4 separate regions of the Gossypium hirsutum genome follow, and all the other regions are linked to region 2. Evidence: chromatin contacts called from public Hi-C data. All regions are on one chromosome and are shown on one strand. The core of a region is the stretch at or near the end of the contact, and the rest is flanking DNA. Distances in the headings are between cores, read along the strand shown.

Evidence for each region. Hi-C and Micro-C count contacts between places; a contact is called where the count stands out from the background.
Region 1: a contact with region 2 is called in a Hi-C map of leaf, with 2.3 times the contacts expected there. The contact joins the promoter of LOC107900081 here to the promoter of LOC107900097 in region 2. A contact is called at or near these places in 5 of 34 Hi-C or Micro-C datasets (callus and leaf).
Region 3: a contact with region 2 is called in a Hi-C map of leaf, with 2.6 times the contacts expected there. The contact joins the enhancer-like site here to the promoter of LOC107900097 in region 2. A contact is called at or near these places in 3 of 34 Hi-C or Micro-C datasets (callus and leaf).
Region 4: a Hi-C map of leaf shows a contact between it and region 2, with 3 times the contacts expected there. The contact joins the enhancer-like site here to the promoter of LOC107900097 in region 2. A contact is called at or near these places in 3 of 34 Hi-C or Micro-C datasets (callus and leaf).

The regions. Positions count from the first base shown.
Region 1 is chrA11:64,525,810-64,529,360 of Gossypium_hirsutum_v2.1, forward strand. It overlaps LOC107900081 (subtilisin-like protease SBT1.7), which reads left to right and starts at 2,301. Exons shown (of 1, transcript XM_016825794.2): 1 at 2,301-3,551. The coding sequence starts at 3,139.
Region 2 is chrA11:64,720,552-64,723,979 of Gossypium_hirsutum_v2.1, forward strand. It overlaps LOC107900097 (probable protein phosphatase 2C 63), which reads left to right and starts at 1,589. Exons shown (of 4, transcript XM_016825807.2): 1 at 1,589-2,227; 2 at 2,372-2,748. The coding sequence starts at 1,966.
Region 3 is chrA11:64,501,342-64,504,804 of Gossypium_hirsutum_v2.1, forward strand. No RefSeq gene overlaps it. Among protein-coding and RNA genes, the nearest start is that of LOC107900081, 25 kb to the right of the region's middle. Within about 2 kb of position 1,985, at least 1 of the 9 cell types and tissues checked has an H3K27ac peak or open chromatin away from gene starts, as enhancers often do. A contact at or near this core is called in leaf, where this site is marked.
Region 4 is chrA11:64,877,041-64,880,576 of Gossypium_hirsutum_v2.1, forward strand. LOC107900126 (a long non-coding RNA gene) reads right to left here. Exons shown (of 7, transcript XR_001684824.2): 5 at 2,146-2,210; 6 at 1,687-2,057; 7 at 1,352-1,582. Among protein-coding and RNA genes, the nearest start is that of LOC107900126, 5.3 kb to the right of the region's middle. Within about 2 kb of position 1,856, at least 6 of the 9 cell types and tissues checked have an H3K27ac peak or open chromatin away from gene starts, as enhancers often do. A contact at or near this core is called in leaf, where this site is marked.

The sequences.
Region 1 (3,551 bases), core at 1,051-3,550, 190 kb before region 2:
GTCCACCTTGAAACTTCTTCAACACCTTCCTTAAAAATGCCTCACAAAAGTCCTCTAGACTGAGAACGACTGCTAACCCCCATAACGATTGACCCATCCACCGATAAATCAAGTTCTAAAGCTACATCCTTGAGTGTGATGTACACTCACTGCATGGAAGTTGATATGTGTGTGTCTCCAGTCTCCATCTTTCCACCATCGCGCTGATAAGTGTAGGATCCAATTTGCAGCCCCTGAGCATATGAAATGCATGTAAGAATCTCGCATCTTGTAAATAACCACGAATTTCAATGTTTGGACTCTTTGACAAATTGTGTATGAACGCCCCCAAAACACGATCATCCGCCTATTTATATCAACAAAATAAAATATTTTAAAATTTTAAAAAAACTTTAAAATTAACTTAATTGAAAATAACGAAATTTTAAATTTTTTCTTACCATTGTCGATTGAGTAGCGGAATGTGCTTGTCGTCGAAACGAATCAGCGAACTTGCCATTTATGAAAATTTAATCGAAATGAATAATCTACTAAACAATAAAATAAAACTATAATATTTTCAAACAAATGGATTGAAAAATTTCAAACAAAACTTGAGAAAATTGAGAGAGTTGAAAGAATTGAGAGTTTAAAGAGAATAGATAGTTGGATTTGAGTGAAAAGAATGAAAAATGGCTTGGTATTTATAGTAAAAAAATCGTTGCCCCTTAAAAAATTTTACCATTAGCCTCGTTTAAAATTGGACCGTTGGGAAATGATCGTTAGAGGAAAACATGCCTAGCTAAACTCATTTTCACACACTTTCTCCAAAAGCGTTCTATTTAAAAAAAACTATTAAATATAAAAAAAATAGAATATTATTATAACTTATCCTAATTCAAGAGCTAGGTATTAACCTTGTAGCATATTGAGTTAATACGCCATACTTATGACAGTTGAGGAACAAATTATTTATAAATAAATAATGTTAATTAAGTGGTTAAAATGAAACTTATTAATATTAGAGATCTTGTGCTGTAATTTGATTTTTATTGAAGTATGGCATCATGGCGTCCAATGTCTACACGTGATGACCGGACCCCACAACGTGGAACTAATATCCAACAAATTTAATAGTATTCAATTTAAAAAAAAAAAAGAAAATAGTTTTTTCAACATTTCAATCCAGGTTAGTATAAGTAGGGGTGAGTATTCGATTGAGTCAAAAAATTTCGAGTTAGTCGAGTTGACGAATCCTATTTTAGCAACCGAACTCAATTTGAATTTTTTTCGAATCAGATCGAATTGAGTCAAAAAATTTAGAGTCAAGTAGAGTCGAGTTAACGAATCCTATTATTTATACTCAATGTTGCACTTACATGAACCAATTATTTAACTAGCAAACGAAGTATAAAATTATTTAACAACATAAACAATATAATGGTTTTGCCTTTTAACTTAATTAGTAAACTTTATAAAAACAACGTAGTTTTACCTTTTAACTTAATAGTTTTGACTTTTAACTTTAAAAAATATAGTCATTTATCAAAATGATGTAGTTTTGCATTTTCTTATTCGGATTTTTAGATAACTCGAATTAAACAAAAAAACTTATTTTTTTATTCGAGTTTATCCAAATAACTTGATTAACTCAAATAACTCGAACTATTTAATTCAAAATTTAAAAATTTTATCAAATTTTTCGAATCGAATCAAATTTTGCTCACCCAATTTGAACAATAGGCAAAAGAAATTACATACTTTAAAAACGAAAATCAGTCCTACACTGAATCTAACCCTTCTTTTCTCTGCCAAATAAATTTCAATCACTGGTGAGATGAGAAGTGAGCAACTTTTGAATTCAATTTTGAACTTGCCTATAGTTTAATATATTATTTGTGATAAATCTAAATCCAATTACACATTAAATTAAATATTCACCTTCAAAAACATTTACCAATTTGTAATTATTATTAAATTAAATATTTATTTGGGCACAGGCAAGAAGAAGGGGATGGTTGGTTGGCGGGTATACCTCCCATCAATAATTTCCAAACGTGTTGCATAAAATAATAAATATAGAAAGAAGCAAAGAGCCAAAGACAAATGCCCGTGAACTGGAAAAATAATGTAAAATTAAATAAACACAATAAAAATTTATTAATATCTTAAATACAAATTAATATTTAAATTATCCAAATTATTTTTCTTCAAATTCATACTTTTATAGTCAAACTGTTAGACCTAATTGATAACTATGTCGTTTTAAAAATAATTATTAATATACTGACAGAATCAAGAATTGCAAATCTATAACCTCCAAAACATAATCCATATTCAACTCAACTGTCTGATGAATTTCATATACACATCTTTTGTATTATATTCATTTCAAAGAGCAGCCAACCGTAATTAAAATATTATCTACTTGGGCACTTGAAATTCTAAGCTTCACGAATTTTTACTGCCATTACTTTTCAAATATCATTTATAAATTTGTGTTATTTTATGGCATCACATGATATCTTAAATTATTTTTATACTAACTATACCTACCGTCTTATTATTTAATTTCCTTTTATGCAAATTTAATCTTGAATTATCGTCTTCCTCATCAACTCATCTTCCCAAATGACTAGATGGTAATCGCTTAACCATCCTTTGTTTTTTCTTAAATGAACAAATAATTGAAAGGATTAAGCCCTTTTTTTTCCCTTCTCAATTATTGCTTTTTGTGCTTTATTGTTGTTCCCCTTAACTCTGCAAAAAGAAAAAAAGGAAATACACAGTTATCATCAGCCTTGAGAGGGGAGGAGGAAGAGAGAATCAATTCTCAGCCTCGAGAATAAAAGAGAAGATTTGAAGACAACGGATAAACACAAAAGCATGAAATCATGTGAAAGAAAGTTATTAGTATCTTATCTCAGCTCTTAACCTCCATCACCTCTTTCTTTTTCTCCTTTATTTATTTTTGGTTTGCAACCAATCATTCAAACAACAAGACAACCACCACCGTCCTACGACCACGTTCACTCTCTCTTCTTTTATATTTAATAAAGGAAAACAGCTGTTCCTTTTTGTATAAAATCAAGAGTTTTATCCAAGCTTTCATCTCTATTGCTTTTCCTCTCTTTCTGGTGAAGAAGAGAGTGAACAAAAATGGAGATGGTTAAGTGTTTTATGATTGTCCTGATTCTTGGTCTTTGCCACGTGCCCATGGCTGCACCATTGGAGGAGAAGAAGAGTAGCAGAAAGACTTACATCGTGCACATGGCTAAATCCGAGATGCCTCCGAGTTTCCAGCACCATACTCACTGGTATGACTCCTCTTTGAAGTCAGTTTCCGGCTCGGCTGCAATGCTCTATACCTACGACAACGTTATCCATGGATTCTCTACTCAGTTAACTGATGAAGAAGCTGAGCAACTCGAGAGCCAACCAGGGATCCTCGCGGTTTTACCCGAGGTAAGATACGAGTTACACACGACTCGTACACCTGAGTTCCTTGGACTCAGTCAAGCTGCTGCTTTGTTCCCTGAGTCTGAGTCGGCGAGTGAAGTTGTTATTGGTGT
Region 2 (3,428 bases), core at 339-2,838:
TCGTCACCCACATTTGCTTGTTCATCAAGAGGAATAGTGAAACTAATAAAACAACTCAAAGGTAAGGTGCGGTGTCACTTTCCATTAGTATTTTTCGAAAAAGAAATAAAGATTTAACCAAAGCTCATAGTATAATGATAAAATAAATCTTTTGTTGATATGAAAATGATCTCCTGATTAAAGATTAGATTTTTAAATTAGATGATTGGATAAATTCCTACTCTGCTTTACGAAAAACTTAATGTAAAGTAATTTCAACAAAAATGGGGCCCAAGTCAAAATTGTTTATTGTTTTAACCCCTCCCACTTGGGCAAGGAACTCCAATTTTTCCATAAAAACAAATCCTCGTTCCATGTAAATGTGACATGTGCTGTGTTTCATTACAACTGTTTGACTTCAAGCGTTGCTGATATTTTTTAGACACGGCAATGAAATTCTCTTTTTCTCATCAAAATTCACATAAATTAGTCAAAAATCAAGACCTTAAAGTCAGGCAAGCCTTCAATTATGGAAATAAAAAGAAGGGGTGAAACTCATTTTTTTCGCCTTCATATTCTGCGTTTCCATTTCCATGGATTTTTTCATGATTCCTTGTTTCTCTTTCTTTTTTCTTATATTACATTAAATTAAATAGCGTAATTAAAAAAATTAGATTTTATCTGAATGAAATTTTTAAAAATATATAAAAAAAATCTTTAGTGATATATTTTATATTGTAAATTCACAAAATCTTGTCTTAAAAAAAATAGCACTTGAACCTGTTGTTTTCAATCTTTTTAAATATAAATTATATCTATTTAATCTCATAATCATATTTTAATATTTTATTAATTATTTACATTAAACTCAAAATAACCTTAATTAGGTTGATATTATTGTTATTGTAACAACAAAAAGATATATGACTAAAAATAGTCATTGTATCATAATATTTGATAAACTTTAATCTACCTAACCACAAACGAAATGGTAAATTATTTGTATCTCACTTTTCAATTAACACACTCTTGGACTCGGTGTATGAGTAACCTTTTTCTATCCTTGTAATATATACTAAATTTTGATACACTCACTTTGTAAATGAAATAAATCAATCTAAAAAATATGTTTTTAAAAAAAATTATATCAAGACGAATGAAAATTTTGGTTGAAATAGATAAGTTAAAAACATAAAATTAAAGTGTCCTTAAATTTAATTTTCATTATACTAAAATTCATGAAAATATAAAAATATCATCGTATTAATATATGTTACTTCGTATATTAAAGTATATATTAATAATTTTTTAATTAAATTGTTGTTCCATGAACTTGTAAGATTAACTCTAGCTCAACATTAAAATTGCTAAAACACTCTTACTTCAAAGGGTAAAGGTATTTTCATATAATGTCCAAATAAAACAACTGAAAAAACAGAATTTGAAAATGAACAAATTCATAGAAAATAAATATAGTATTGATAAAGTGGAAAAGTGGGAAGAGGAATAGGTAGGGCAAAAGAAAAGCATAAAAAAACATGGGATTCATGGGAGTGTGAAAATAAAGAAAGAAAGCAGAGGATAGATTTGGAGGCAACGCGTTAGTTTGTAAAGGAATTGGATTCTGTGTAGCTGACATCCACTGGATAAGTTTTCCCAACAAATACGTCAATCCCCACTTTTCTTTTTCTCTTATTTGATTAACCGTTTACTTTGAACCATTCCAAATTTCAACCGTCTTTCTGTCCTGTTTCAAACTCCCATTACACTTACCAAAATATCAACTTCAAAGAAAACTTATAACATAAAAGGAAAAAGAAACACAAAATACTATAATCTCATTTTTATCATACATTTCACAACTCCACTTCCTGGAAATATCCACTGCTGTTTTCTTTCCCTAAAGAAATCCCATTGTTTTTATTTAGAGATTCCTTGTACAACTTTTCTTGTTTCTCAAAGAAGGTCCAAGTTGAGTCAGAGAGGATGTTGGAGATGTGCACAAGGCCGTTAGAGATGTGCTTTGGAGGAGGTGGAGGTGGAGGCGATGAGCTCTTATGGCATATGGATTTGAAGCCCTACGTTTCTGGGGACTATTCCATAGCAGTTGTTCAAGCCAATTCCTCTTTGGAAGATCAAGGTCAGGTGTTTACTTCCCCTTCCGCCACTTACGTCGGCGTCTACGACGGCCATGGTGGACCTGAGGCTTCCCGTTTCATCACTCAACATTTGTTCCCTTTTCTTCATAGTAAGTTCTTCTTTCTTGGGTTTCTTTTTCAACCTTGAAGGTACAATCATACAAGTAAACGAACCTTGGCCTTTGATCAATTTATATACAGGAGAAATAGAGATTCATTTTGTTTTTTGCTTTTGGTTGGTTCAATTGTGGCAGAGTTTGCATCAGAGCATGGAGGGTTATCAGCAGAAGTAATAAAGAAAGCCTTTGATGCTACTGAGGAGGAGTTTCTGCACTTAGTGAAACGATCGTGGCCAGGCAGGCCACAAATCGCTTCTGTTGGTTCCTGTTGTCTTGTTGGGGCAATTGCAAACGATGTTTTATATGTGGCTAATCTTGGTGACTCAAGGGCGGTTCTTGGCCGGAGAGTGTCTCCAAATGGACCTAATAATCAAGTGGTGGCCGAACGGTTATCAACCGATCATAATGTCGCGGTTGAAGAGGTGAGGAAGGAGGTTGTGGCGCTCCACCCCGATGATTCTCATATTGTGGTGTATAACCATGGAGTTTGGCGGATAAAGGGCATAATTCAGGTACCAAATTCTCGAATTCCCCTCTGTTTCTCTACTCAACGGCCTCAGTGTTTTGATAGTTAAAATCGTAAAGTAACAATAGCAATTGCAATGTTGAACTATTATTGATTAGTGTTGGACCCTGCAGCTTGATGAGCATTTGATCTGCTTAATGTTAGCCAGGTGAAATTTTAGGTTCTCTTCAGTAAATTGCAATCCAAACGGCCAGTTCCTTGGCTTCTAATTCTTTAGGTTATGCCTCCAAATACCAATTAAGATTGGGGTGAACACCCTTTCTTAAACAGAAGAAATGAACCTTTTGAGCTAGCATTATTTAGGCATGTTTTGCAGATATGAAGACCTTGATCCTTTGTGAGGTTCCAATGGCCTCTCTTATATTACCAACTGTTTATGCTTTCTTAGCCTATTGTTCATATCATGTAGTTTTTAACTGTTTCTTTGAATATTATGATATGTCAAATGTGAGTATTTCTTTCCAAATAATGTGAGTATTTTGATTATAGTTGTTCCTAGAAAGTAAAAAGATGATTGGGTGAGATTTCATGGTTTAACTAATTGGTTCATCTAACTATCTAGTTGGTTGGGTTCAAATCCGAGCGTTACAACTCATTCCTCTGTCCCGGATTGCGACCCCCTTTGTGCCCAAAACGGAATATATTAGTAGATGTAATGAATACAAA
Region 3 (3,463 bases), core at 735-3,234, 220 kb before region 2:
TAAGATAACGTAGAAAATACAAACCTAACAAATTCAAATATTCTATATATTTGAATTAAGTTTCAAAAAGGAGTAATAATTGTATACCCAATATAAATATTAAAAATTTTACATTAGTATTTTCAATTTAAAGTGAATTCATTAAACCACAAGCTATCACATTTCTTGTTAATTCCATTTTGTAATTACTTTAATTGTTTGATTCACTATCAGCTTCATCACTTTCTCCATCATGCACATCTTCTAGATCAATAATATTCTCATATACTCTGTCAATATTTTCTATTCCATTAGACCTGCATCATTTCGACTGACATGTTTTCGGATAAAATTTTGTATTGTCATTGTAACAACAACAATCATTGTTTGTTTTTCAAAACTAGAACTTGACATATCCTTTAAAATGACCCTTTTTTTTTCAAAACACTAAAAGTTCATTTAATCACACTACATAATGATAAATGTGAATGATTGAATATCTCTTATTTACCAGATATAGGACTACTTCTACAAAATTTAGGTAAATGATATTGATATCCTCTATATGGTCCGAGATAACATTTCATTTGAGGATATCCAGAATCAGCAAAAAAATATTTTCCTACATGTTATAATATAATAAACAATTAATTCAAGAGTTGTTTCTTTTTTTTAATTATCAATTAAAGAACTTATACTTTATTATTTTAAAAAAGAAATAAATGAAATATCTTACCATTTGGTGGGTGCGGAAATTTGTATTTTGAATCTCAAATTGCATTAAGAAATATTCTAGTGTCATGCGTTGATCCTTCACATCCAAGACATAACAAATGTGAAACAAATATTAAAATCACATACTGCCATAATATTCTGAGTTGAGACACATTTTCTTTTAATTTAGGGAATTTGTTCATTTAGTGGAAGAATAGCAGCAAATGTGTACCATCAATTTACCTATGCAATCCTAAACAAATAATCATTAGTCTCATGCATATTTTTAGTTAAAAAATATTAAAATATAATAATATAATTTGAAATTTTTACCTTAAAATGTGACATATATCTAGAATCATTATGTATTTGTTCGGGTATTGAGCTAAAATAACGATCATTTGGTAAAATTATATCAACGACCATCGTTGAAACTTTCTTAAGTACAATTGCAAAGTATTGAGTTATTGTTACTCCAAACCTTTACATTGGTGCCCAAGATTTACAAAAAAAAAAAAAATCCCAACATTTCATGAGAAAATATGTGTCTTAAAGTTTGCAAATTGTATCTTATTTCTAAAACTCTCAACAAGCTTGTGAATACAAATTTTGACATTTTAAAATTAATCATACAACGTGATTCATGATTGTCAAGGGATTCATGATCGTCAAGGGATTCATGATCGTCAAGGATTTATGTTTCACCTGATTGTTTTGAATCCATGCATGGTTACTTCAATATATACTTCTCATAATATAATTGCACAGAAGAAGATGCAACATGAAATAACTAGTTAAAACTTTCCATGTGTTGTAAAATATTTCTTTTCTCTTTTATCATTACTTCTATCACCACTGGAATTGTTAACCATACTCATCACGTGTGAACAAATTCTATATATAAAAACCAAACATAAAACCCCAGACCCTAAATCAAGATATTGGTAGAATGGGATATCCTTCAATTGGAATATAAGTGGAATGGGATATCTCGAATTGGGATATCTTTTGAATGGGATATCCCTTATCGGAATAAGTATGACATATAGCTCGGTTCAATAACGTAAAAAATTTGAACCAGACACTAAAACAATTGAACCAGACTGTAGAAATTTTCAATCAGGAATAACATAGTCAGGATATCCGCAGAATAGTTTATCCCGAGAAGGAATATGACTAGGATATCCTTGGAGTAGAATAAGAAGAAAAATTAACTACAGCAGGACAGTTAAAAATTTTGCACCGAATATAAGATAAGCCCAATAACCCAGTAATCCAAAACATAAACAAGACAAATCACCTAACATTGAATCGAAAGCCCAATAACCCATAGCCCCAACAATATTCTGCTAAGCATGAAATAAAACGAAAGATCCGTAAAGAGAAACAAAAAAATAAAACAAAGGGAAACAAAGAATTCAAAAATAAAAAACATCCACCGAAAATTGATGTATAAAGACAAAGACAAAGGATTTATATTGCTAAAAACCAAAATCTCATACCAAAATCAACTGAAAATAGAAGTATAAGGAAACATATATATTTAACAAAAAAATAGAGATGAAAACGCAATTAAAATAAGATTTAGAAAATTGAACTAAAATCGATAACAAAACCCCCTAATGTAGCTTTGGAACTCGACTAATTTCTCATACTAGTATTATTTTTCCTAAGAAAAGCATTTATAATTATTTTTATAGCTTATATCTTTAATTAGCTTTAAAATATATTATGTTTATCTGAATGTTCTGTATTGTTGTATTTCAAATAAATAGGTAAATCGATACAATTGTTGGTTTTGTTTAGAACCCTTCATTCATTAGCTTAACAGATTATTAACTTGAAAGCTTCAAAAGCTTGGTTATTCACCAAGAAGGAAAATGTATCGTCATATTCAATGAATATACCATCTCATGGAACGTGACAAATATCAATTTGAAAATTAACAAAAAAGAAAAATAATAGATAAATGAACACTTACAATTTTGACCTAGTAGAATCTTGCTTCTCACTTCAATCTCTGAAGTATACATTGTTGCATAGAAATGAAAATTTACATAAAATACAAAATAACAAAAGCAAATATCACTTACAAATATAATTATAATTGTATAAATTTCATCCAATAAAAAAAATAAGATATTCTTGGAAATACCAACAAAACACAAAGAACTTAATAGAACATAAAAAATATCATCATCAAGGCATTAAAATAGTTCTCTTTAAATGACAAACTTAGCTAATACAAACAACTCATGCAACAAGATTACAAGATGAAGAAACTTTACATTTGTTGTTTCCGACTTCAAATCTATGTTCAATCACTCAAATTTTTTATGAACCAAAAAACAATAAAATAGACCCACTAACATAGAATTAAAAAAGGTATAGATCTGAAACTAAAATAAAAATGAAAAGGCAAAGGTTTGTTATGAAAGGAGAAGAAAGGAGGAAGATAGAAAAGAAAACAAAAAAGAAAGCAAGAGAAGGAGATAAGAGAATCGACTAATAAATGGGGGAAAGAAAAATGATGTGAAAAGCCAATGGATTCTAAATGTTTGAATCCTCTCACGTATCACTTTCAGTACCCCATTCACTTTAAACGGTAACATTTAATTCTTTCATTAAATCACTAATTCTTTATTCGGGAGGATTAACAGAAAAGAAACGTTAGAAAAAAAAGGGAAATAGGAAATAATAAATAATAGATAATAAAAGGGAAATGGGGGAATTAACAGAAAAGAAACGTTAGAAAGAAAAAGGGGAAATA
Region 4 (3,536 bases), core at 606-3,105, 160 kb after region 2:
TAGCACACGCCAATGTCATCTACCCATGTGGGTCTAAATCGTAGACAGTGAGTTACACGACCTGGGCACACGCCTATGTCCTTACCCGTGTGGCTCAAACGACTTGGGTACACACCCATGTTATCTACTTGTGTGATCCTAAATCATAAACAGTGAGTTACACGGCCTGGACACACACTCATGTCCTTAACCTTGTGAACCATGCAATAACATGGTCACACACTGCCTGAACACATGCCTGTGTCCTTTGCCTGTGTGGCTCAAATTCGATGATCAGTGAGTTACATAGCCAACCATATGGCCTGGTCGCACGCCTACGTCTCTGGCTGTGTGACGTTGACAGCCACATTTTCCAGTGTTTGAAATTTGCAAAAACAGGGGTTTTTGGTACGCACCTAAAGAGATTGTGTAGCGAAAACAACATAGAGAGTCTTTGAAGCCTAAAACAACCATTCAATCATTCAATCAACTGAATTTAACGACAATGAAGCACAATTATACACAGAAACTTATGTCAAAAACTTCGACATAAAATCTTCAACGAAATTGACACTTAACAAAAGATTAACTGCAATTACTCGAATTAACCTGCCGAGATTTGTTACTTCCAACACCTATTCCTAAAATAAAGAACCAACATTGTTTAACCACGAGAAATTATCCATTAGCGCAAACTATCAACGATACAACACCGTCATTTCTTAGAACTTTTAACAAATTGACACAATTGACATCACAGAAGACATACTTACCCGACCCGTACAATAGATTAGAATGAGAAGTCCAACGATCGACAACAACACGCTCAAACGATTTAAAAACAAAAAGCGAAAGAAGAGGAAAAAGAAAAAGAGAAGGGAAAGAAGCAAAAATGTAAAGGGGAAAAGAAAGGGAAAAAAAAAAGAAACATTTAAAATATTTTGTCTCAGCCACTAGTAAATTTTTCGACAAGAAGCAAAATATTTCCTAACACATACGATGGGGCTCGAACACGGGGCCAAACAAAATACAGAGACTTAAATAGTGAACCAACAAACTCATTCTTAATATAAATTTACATAGAATTACATTTAACTATGTAATGCATGGATGGGGTTGTTTTAAAATAATAAAACTTTTAACAATACAATTCGAATTTCAGACCTTAAACATAATAGTAAAACACAAAACCACAGATATAAAGATTTAATTAATATAAAATACTGCAATAATAATATTTTGTTATTTTTAAAATTTAATAATGTGGCACTATTTTATTGGTGCCTAAAAATTATATTTTTTATATCATCTTAATATATTTTATTTTTTTAAATGAAGGATGGGGTTTTATATTGAAATTAATAGATATAGATGAGTGTATAATAATATTTTGTTATTTTTACTAATTAACAACCCTAAAAAGTCAAGAGTGCTCTCTGAGCATCCCAAAGAAACAACGGTTACTGTGCTTTGGCAGCGGACGAGTGGTGACTTGAGGGTATGGAAGCAGAAAATGAATTAGCTCTTTTTGAAGAAGAACTGATCCAGTTAACAGTAAAGAGTTCGCTAGTAACTCCGGCAGAAAATCCAACGCTGATCTACACTGTTTGGACAAAGAAATCATATAACCCAGATAGTTTGAGAGCACAATTAAGGAGTGTATGGAAAACTAGAAAGAAATTCGAGATTAATATTGTGGGGCAGAACCTGTTTTCAATAATTTTTGAAGATGAGGATGATTTAGAGCGTGTCATGGAAGGGCGACCATGGCTTTTTTGGAAACAACTAGTAATTCTTGACCGAATAACGGAACCACTGGAGCGAGGCAAGATTGACTGATTCTTTCCCCCTTTTTGGATAAAAATAGGGCCAAGTCCTCCAGAATGTGACAAAAAGAACCTAATGCATGCGGTGGGATCCACGTTTGGGGGTGTGATACGATCAGAGATTAAAGAGGACTTTTGTCGCCTTAAGGTCAATTTAGATGTGCAGAAACCACTACAGAAAGGTCTGTTTGTCTCTCCAAACAATCAAGGAAGAACCTGGCTTCCTTTCAAATACGAATCACTACCAACGTTCTGTTTTGGGTGTGGTCGGCAAGGCATGGGGTTAAAGATTGTACGAGTATTTCATTTGAAGAAAGAGTAAAGACAGAAGATGATTTACCTTATTCAATAGCGCTTAAAGCTGAATCTTCTATCAAAGGAAAAGAAAGCATATGGCTCGGATCCCTGAAAAAGAAAACAATGATACAGTGTAACTATACAGGCATGGAAGAACCAGATAGTAACGGTAAGTGCAGTACAGAATTATTGATGCCGAAGACAGATAGATATGATGATGGCAAAAATTTCAAAAAAAGACCCAAATGTTCTGGACGCAGAAGACCGGGGGGGAAATAACAAATTTAATGATGGTATTGAAAGTCTTGGAAAGGGTATGACCAATGTGGAGGAAAAGTTACAGAAAAACCAAAGTAGCATGGCAGAAAATCAGATAGATGAAGTGGAGATAAAAAATTATGAAGAATGGGAAGCAACACAACAACCGAGATACCACAGAAGCAGCTGGCGTAGATTGGACAAGAAGAACTTTGATGCAAATATGTCAGAAAGGATCTTGGATAAACGCAAGTTTAATCATGAAAGCCTAGTTGAGAATGCGACATATCTCACTAATGAAAGTCCTGTTAAAAAAGTAAAGGAAAATAAGGATAGGGAGGATAGTTATGCCAATTTTGATTGTAAGCAGGCTGTTTCCCACGTTAGTTCAGAACTAACACAAGTTATATCGGCGGCTGCCAATGGGCAAGCCGACTGGAAGCCATGAAACTCCTAAGCTGGAATGTCTGGAGACTGGGGAATCCCCAGGCTAGTAGGAGATTTCAACATATGTTGAAACTCTACAAACCCCAACTGGTCTTCATAATGGAGACAAAATTGGATCATAGACGCATGGAATGAGTTAGGAGAAAATGTGGTTTTCAGAACGGGATAGATATATCAGCAACGGGTACACGTGGTAGAATTTGCCTTGCATGGAACGAAAATCACTTGGCTATTCAGAATCTCATGTTGATGTTGAAGTTATTGATGAAGATAACTCAAACAAATGGAGGTTCACTGGATTTTATGGGAATCCACAAGTCTCAGATAGGCAGGACTCTTAGAATCTTCTTCGAAGGCTACAAGAAACAAATTCAGAAGCATGGTGTATATGTGGTGATTTCAACGAGATTATGTATGCTCATAAAAAAACGGGAGGCGCAACAAGAAATGAAAGGCAGATGGAGGCTTTTCGAAAGGCCTTAACAGATTATGAATTAGTCGATTTGGGTTATACGGGACAGAAGGATACATGGGAGAGGGGCAACTTCCAGACCACAAATATTCGAGAATGGCTAGACCGGGGAGTGGCAAATAATGCTTGGCTCAATTTGTATAGTAATTACAAGGTACATAATCTTATGCATTGATTCTATTATCACTGTCCGAATCTAATCAAAACAGAGATAAATAGTGCACATGATGGGAGAAATCGCTTTAAGTTTAAATCTT